Regions from separate parts of the Anser cygnoides genome. Here region 1 is linked to region 2. Evidence: chromatin contacts called from public Hi-C data. All regions are on one chromosome and are shown on one strand. Each heading gives the region's core, a stretch centred on a gene start, on an enhancer-like site or on the middle of the called end of the contact. The rest is flanking DNA. Distances are from core to core; before and after follow the strand shown. Region 1 has its middle 190 kb from the start of MN1. Region 2 holds the start of MN1 (MN1 proto-oncogene, transcriptional regulator).

The links. A called contact is a pair of places that touch in the nucleus more often than the background predicts.
Region 1: a contact with region 2 is called in a Hi-C map of liver, with 4 times the contacts expected there. The contact joins the enhancer-like site here to the promoter of MN1 in region 2. A contact is called at or near these places in 2 of 7 Hi-C or Micro-C datasets (both in liver).

What each region holds. Positions count from the first base shown.
Region 1 is chr17:752,544-756,075 of Taihu_goose_T2T_genome, reverse strand. No RefSeq gene overlaps it. Among named protein-coding and RNA genes, the nearest start is that of MN1, 190 kb to the right of the region's middle. Within about 2 kb of position 2,120, at least 2 of the 3 cell types and tissues checked have open chromatin away from gene starts, as enhancers often do. A contact at or near this core is called in liver, where this site is marked.
Region 2 is chr17:566,855-570,436 of Taihu_goose_T2T_genome, reverse strand. MN1 (MN1 proto-oncogene, transcriptional regulator) reads right to left here and starts at 2,186. Exons shown (of 2, transcript XM_066979283.1): 1 at 1-2,186. The coding sequence starts at 1,732.

The DNA.
Region 1 (3,532 bases), core at 871-3,370, 190 kb before region 2:
AAATGTACGAGGTGCATATTACACGGCAGCTTAAATCAGTGCTACATTCTGCCCCTTCCCCAAAAAAGGTGTGATGGAAGGGATCTGGGCTTGGATGCTGACTCAAATTAGCACTAGAGACAGAGACAAGCATAACCCCAATAAGCTGAACACTTGCATTTAGGCGTTTGCTGCACGTCTGTGGTCTCTTGCTTCCCTTTGTTTCTCTGGTGAGCAGCATTTGCAGAAAAAGCCTTGGCAGGCATATGCTGGAGCCCCCGGGCAGCTGCCTGTGCGGGGCCCAGTGCCGCAGGGACAGCCCCATGCAGCTCCAGAGGCTGGGAGGGGGAGAGCCGCCGGCGGCAGAAGCAGCACCCACTCCCTGCACCCCGGGTGGGTGCTCTCAGAGCCAGGCAGCTGGGGCCACGTTGCTCCAGCAGCATGTAGGACCATCCCCATCCCCATCCCCATCCCTGCCCGGCTCGGGGAGGGCACTGCTCATCCTTCCCAGGTGCTTGGCTGTGGCCAGGTACCACCCCAGTGTCCCAGTGCCTCCCAGCACACCCACCCCAGGGCCAAGGCCGGGGGGGGTCACCACGAGGCCCTTCCGTCTGCTCAGAGCAGTAAGTGGGGAGCCCTGCTGGAGTAACTCTTATTGCGATTAGCCTTGCAGTAAGTGTATTTGGGGAGGCCCAGAGCTAAGAGGACAGCTGGATGTGCCCTGGAGGTGGGCATGGGTGGGCTCAGTCAGTGCCTTGCACACGGTAAAACATCCAAGGAAGCCGAAGCAGAGGCACCGCCTGGCATCCTGACCACGCTGCCTCCCAGGCCTGGCAGCCAGCAGCACCCCTCCAGCACCGCTCGCGCGTCTGGGATCAGAAAGCAGGATTTGACCGTCAAGATCAGCATGTATGAAAAATTCTGGGCTGTGGGACTTCTCAATCTGCTTCTCAAATGAGACTGCAACATACATTTCAAAGCACAAAAAGCTATTTAGTCATGCATTTCTTTCAATCGCATGAAAGACCTTATGCCTGTGCCTCAGTCCAAGGAGCACTACTACAATGCTGCATACCATGGACTTACGGTGGGCTCCATTCTCACAACTGGGGAGCAGACTTTGTTCTTCTTGATTTAAAATACATTCTTCAAAATTCTTTGGGGAATATCAAGGGGAATCTTGCACTGAAAATGTATACAGCTTGCTGCACAAATGCTTGCATTTTGGCAGTTAAGGCACAGTTTGTTTTTTTTTCATCTTGTGCATGATGTTCATTGCCTAGATACCTTTTATTTGTGGAAGACAGCATCTTAAACAGCTGAAGAAAATAGGGGAGGTAGAGTGATTTAACAAATATCTGGTCAAAAAACATCTCCAAGAGCAAAGTAGACCACAGTGGTCTGAGTTTTCCTCTGATGTCAGCTACAGAAGTAGTAACATGTGTCAGCCCCCACTGAAAATATCCAGTGGGAGTTGCCTTTCTTTTCAGACACTGCACAACAGCAGCTGAAAAATGGGTCTGCAGCTCCAGCCACCTAGCTCTCTGCTACAGCCAAGCTCCTTTTAGGTGGGTTTGCAAGGAGGCTGTGAAGAGTAATTCAGGGCTTATTTTACATCCTTCTGTACCGTATTTTGTCCAACACCAGAACCGAGACAGCTCCGCGTGCTGCTCTGACGCGCAAGGCGGCCAGCACACAGCCAGGCTGGGCAGCAGGCACTACTCACGGCGAGGAGCAGCCCGGAGGGAGGGGAGCTCATCCTGCTGCACCAGCCCTCCTCAGCTTCACCTGGACAGAAAATTTGGAGAGCTGCGGCGACGTGATCAGAGCTGCCTTGGGGAGGCTGTGTGCTGCTGATTACACCTCCCCAGAGCAGCAGGACTCCTCCAGCACTGTGGTGGCTCCCAGGAACAAAGCCCTCGCAAGGAGCCTGCTCAGCACGGGGTCCTCAGATGCACACGCTGGGTCCCAGGTCTTCCCCTTGGGCTCTCCCCTCCTGCCCCGAGCACCAGGCTGGCTGTGGAGCACGGAGCCCTGGTGCTGCCTCCCACTGACCAGACTCCAGCACTCGGCCTGCAGGGCTGAGCCGGTCAGAAGGGACATGTTTGTACTGGGAAAGCAAATATTTCTCTTGTCCTTTTGCTCATGAATTGCTACGCTGCTTTTGCTGAAAAAATCACAGAAACCTGACCATGACCTAGCCAAAAAACTATCAGCTCTACAGTTGTTGATTCCCACCTTCCCGAACATCTGAAAGCAGCAGATAAGGGTGGGAACTGGCTGGGCACCACCAGGCACCGGCTGCAGCGCAGAGCCGAGGAGGCAGCTGTCCCCAGCAGAGCGGGGCAGGGCACTTTGCCGCACGTCACCTGTGGGCAGGTGGAGCAGAGTTATTTACAAAACTAAAAGATCAATATTTGTTTGACATTCAGAAAAATTCTTCTGGCCTCTTCCTGCTGCAGGTGTAAATCAGAGCAATTGCTTATATGAACACTGTAAATGCACTTCTCTATGCTAGATCTTTTTTTTTTTTTTTTAGTTAGCCTACCCACCTTCTGCCTTACAGAGACTTTGCAGACCTTACAGTGCTGGTCACACGTGCAATTGCAGGGAAAGTACCTAGTCAGGGCCACGCTAGCTGTCCCCCTATGGTCATGCAGTCATGGCTCCTCTGCAACAGTGCCTACAGAAAACAGTGCTCCCAAAGGGAAACGCCAGTGGATGCCCAGCAGAAAGCTGCTGCCCCAGCTGCTTGCAGCGGCCTGCAGAAGGCCTGGCTGGCACATCATCGTCCCCATGTCCATTGCCCTGCACCCAGCCGGTGTGCGCCTGCAAGTGCGGCCTGTAGTGCTGCGCAGAGCAGAGCCGTGAGAGCTGCAAGCCTTCCAGGGCTTAGCACAGTAAGTCCACAAAGAAATGATCAGATCATGATATCACAGGAAACTCTCGCCAAACCAGCTGAAATCATTCAAACATTCAGAGTGTACTTATGGGGGGAAAGCCCTCCATTCTAAATATATTCCTTTGAAGGCAGCTTGTTATTTAAACAACTATTGCAAAACAGGGTTTACATGGAGCTGTTCTAAACTGAAGAGGGAGGGGAAAGCTGGTTGTGGGCACACAGTCACCACCCAGGTATTTTAATTGCAAATCCCAGCATGTTTTATAGACGTCTAGAGAGTATCTTTTCACGTAGGCTCCAAGGATTACAATAAGATCCATCATGTTTAATATGAACCCCGTGACAGTACCCAAGTCCCACCCTGACGACGCCGAAGATGGGAGGACACCATAAAACATCCCATCCACAGAGCCAGGAATCATTCAAGGCATCTTCATGCTGCCTAAGGCTCCCAAGAGAGTTTTGCCGAGCCGAGCAGCTGCTGGTGGTGCCTGTGTCCTTGGCAGCGTGGGGGACTTGTCCCTGCAGCGCTTCCCCTGCCAGCTCCTGCAGCCGCGGGCTGCGGTGGGGCGCAGTGCAGCAGCTCCTGCTGCCGCCGGGGAGGAGGAGGAGGAGGAGGAGGAGCACAGCCCAGCCTCCAGACCCAACAGT
Region 2 (3,582 bases), core at 937-3,436:
GCCGCGGGAGCAGCTCCCCGGGTGGCGGCGGCCCCGCAAACCAGGCGCTGTCAGGGGCCAGGTGCGGCGCCGGCGGGTCAAAGCCACGGCCGCTGCCGGCCTCGCGCTCGAAGGCCGGCGGGGGCAGGCCGCTGGGCGGGCCCACCTCACCGTGGTGCCCCAGCTGCTGCAGGCTGGGTGGCCGCAGGCGCTGCTGGCTGCGCGAGGCCATCTGCTTCATCACCAGGGCTGCGTTCTGGCGCTGCGCCAGCGCCGGGTGCTCGGGGCCACCGTGTGGCAGTGGCCCCCCAAAGGCCTCTGGCGCCGGCGGGGTGAACTCGCCCGGCAGGCCGGGGTAGGCCGACGGGGAGAGGTGGCTCTCCATGGCGGGGCCGTGCATGCTGCCGCCCCAGGAGGCGCAGCGCTCGACGCCGGGGTTGCTGGGGAAGTCGAACCGCGGCCTCTTGGCGACGCTCACGTAGGGGGCATCGAAGTGCTGCAGTCTTTGATTTGGTGGCTGTTGTGGAGGAGGGTGCTGCATATTAAACACGGGGTCGGTGTAGGGATGCATATTCCTGTTCTCCAGTCTGTGAATAGGGTATTCAAACTGTGCATGCTGGTTCTGCATTATTGGCCCATTGTCCTGCAAGTTGGGGTTGGGAGCATTGGCTTCTGTTTGCTGTTGCCTAGGGATGGCTGGCGGGCAGGAGTTCTGTCTGGCCAGCAAGCCCGGCGGCTGCTGCGGCTGCGGCGGCTGCTGCTGCTGCTGCTGCATCAACGGGTGCCTGGTGCTGGCCCCCGGCTCCAGGCTGGCGGACATCTTCCGCGCCCCCCCAAAGCGCTCGAAGAAGACGCCGTGCTGCTGCGGCGGGTGCGCCTTGGCCACGGCCATGCCCGGTGCCCGGGGCAGGGAGGGTGTCCCCGGGTAGCTGCCGCCCGCCGGCACCTGCCGCCCGCCTCCGTAGTGCGGCAGCTGCCCCTCGGGCTCCGACGGCGAGAAGACGGGCAGCTCGAAGTGCCCGGCGGGGCCGTCGCCGGGGTAATTGTATTCCAGAGAGTCCACGCCGCCCTGCGCGGGGAGCCGCCGCTGCTCCAGGCCGTGGGGCTCGGAGGAGCCGGCCGCCGGCAGCCCGTGGAAGGAGGCGGCGCGGTTCGGGGACTGGTCGAGGGGCAGGCAGGGCGCCGGCACGGCGTGGCTGGAGGCGCCGGCGCTGTGGTGCTGGAAGTCGGGCAGGTTCCCGGGGCGCTGCTGTCCGAAGCCCTCGGCGCCCTGGCTCTCGGCCATGTGCTCGTAGCCGTCGGCGAACGCCGTCTGCCCGCCCAGCGCGCCGCTGTAGCCCAGGAGCCGGCCGCCGTGCACGCAGGAGGCGCCGGGGTCGGGCCCGAAGTTGCCGCCGAAGTGCGGGTGGTGCTGGTGGGGGTGGTGGGCGCCGCCGTGGCCGCCGTGCGGCTGCTGCCCGCCGAAGAAGCCGTGCACCGGCGGCTGCATGCCGCCGCCGTGCAGCTCGGCGGGGCCGCGGCCCGGGAAGCCGTACGCGTCGCCGGCCAGGCTCATGTTCATGCCCAGGAGGGGCGGCTCGCCCAGCGCGCCCAGGGCCGGGTCCACCGCCGCCGCCGCCGCCGGGCCGCCGCCGGGGAAGGCCGGCGCCTTGAAGTGCGCGCTCATGCTCAGTCCGGGCTGGCCGAAGCCCCGCTCCCCCTGCCCGGCGCTCCGGCTGCTCATCTGCGGCTCGAACTGCTCCAGCCCGAACATCCTGCGCGGCTCAGAAGGGCATGGCCGCCCGCGCGGCTCCGCCGTCCCGCTGCCCTCCGCACCGGCCGCCGCGGCTCGGCGGCCCCGCTCACATCGTGCCGCGCCGCCGCGCCGCCGGCACCGGCACCGGCCGCCCGCCCGCGCTCACCCCCGGCGGCTCGCCGCTCGCTGCCGCCCGGCGCCGGCCGCGCTGCGCTGCCCGAGAGCCGACGGGGCGGCGCGCCGCCGCTCATAGGCTCCGGCGCCCGGCAGCTGCGCGCCGCATCGCCGGCCCGCCGGGCGCTCGCCGCTCGCTGCCCGCGGCCGGCGGCTCGCAGGGCTCCGGCGGCGGCGGGGCGGCGGGGCCGGGGCCGGGGCTGCGGGCGGGCGCTGGGAGGGCTCCGCGGCGCTCCCCTCGCGCGCGCTCCCCCGCTCTCAGCCGGCGCTGGCGGAGCAGCAACAAGTTTTGCATTTCAGCGATGAATTTCAGCCATCGGGGCTGCGCCAATGAGCGCCGCGCGGCCCGGGGCGGGGCTCGCCGTTAAGGTGGCTCCGCCGAGCGCCCGGCCCCGCGCCCCGCCCGCCCCCTCGGCGCGCTCCGGCCGCTGCCCCGGGCCGGCGCCGCCGCTGCTCCCGCGGCGCGGGGGGACGCGGGCGGCCGGGGGAGCCCGCGCGGAGCCGCCGGTGCCGGCCCCGGCCCGGCCGAGCCGGCGGAGTCCCGGAGCGCGGTCGGGGAAGCGCGGCGGGGAGCGGGGCGCGGAGGCCGGAACCGGGCGGCGGGGGTCGGGGTCTGCGCCGCTCGCCGGCCGCGGCGTGTCCCGGTGCTCCGAGCGCACGGGCGCGGCCGGCCCCTGCGGCGCGGCGAGCCGGCAGAAGGAGCGGCTGGGCGCTCCGGCCGCCCCAGCGAAGCCGGCGGCACCGCGCGGAGCCCGAGCGCGGCGCCCCGTCGGGGTCCGGCCGCGGCCAGCGGGAGCGGGAGCGGGGCTGTCGGAGCGCGGCATCCCTGGGGGGAAATAAATGCCCGATAGCGCCGGGGGGTTGGAAACACCCGGCAGGGTGAGGCGCTTGAGGTGTTCGCAGCTCGCACGTGTCAGTAGCTTAAAAAAGAAAAAAAAATACTCCACAAAAAAAAAAAAATAAACAAATATAAAGAGAGATCTATAAATATGCGGCCGAGAAGTATTGGTATGAGGCAGGAGAGTTTAAAGGGATTTTTTTTTTTCCTGCAGGATCAGGATGCTGCGCTGTGATTAAATATTGATTTTGTGTAATTAGTTTTCATGTGAACTATCCTCCTTGCTGATGGCTCGGAGATTTCAGAACTAGAAAAGAAATGGAATTGGACGTGGAAATTATTACTTAGCCAAGTGACAAGGGAGAGGGGGGCTGCGGGGCCGGGCTGGTACCAGGGCAAAAAGCAGGAGCCGCGCAGCCTGACGGCGGCACAAAGGAACGGGAAGCAAGTCCCGTCCGCAGCGGGAAGGCGGTGACAAAGGGGAGCCGCCGGCCCCCCGGGCCCGTGCCCCCGCCGGCCGCGGTCCGGGCCTACGGCCGCGCCGCCCGGCAGCGCAGCGGCCCCGCGCCCCCCCCCCCAGCGCCTCCGCGCGGCCCGGCCCGGCCCGGCCCCGCGCTCCCGGGGCTCCGCGCCCCCGCCCGCCGCCGCCTCCCTCTGCGCCTGCGTGCGCGCCGTCGGAGCGGCCGTTCCGAACGGGCACAGCGCCCCCTGCCGCCCGCCCGCCCCGCGCGCAGCCCCGGCCGCCGGGGGCTCGGCGGAGGCGCCGTCGGGGGGCACCATCGCGGCTGCCGCCCGCCGGGCCCCGGCCCCCGCGGCCGGAGCCGGCCCCTGGGGGCAGGGGGGTCGCCGGTGCCGG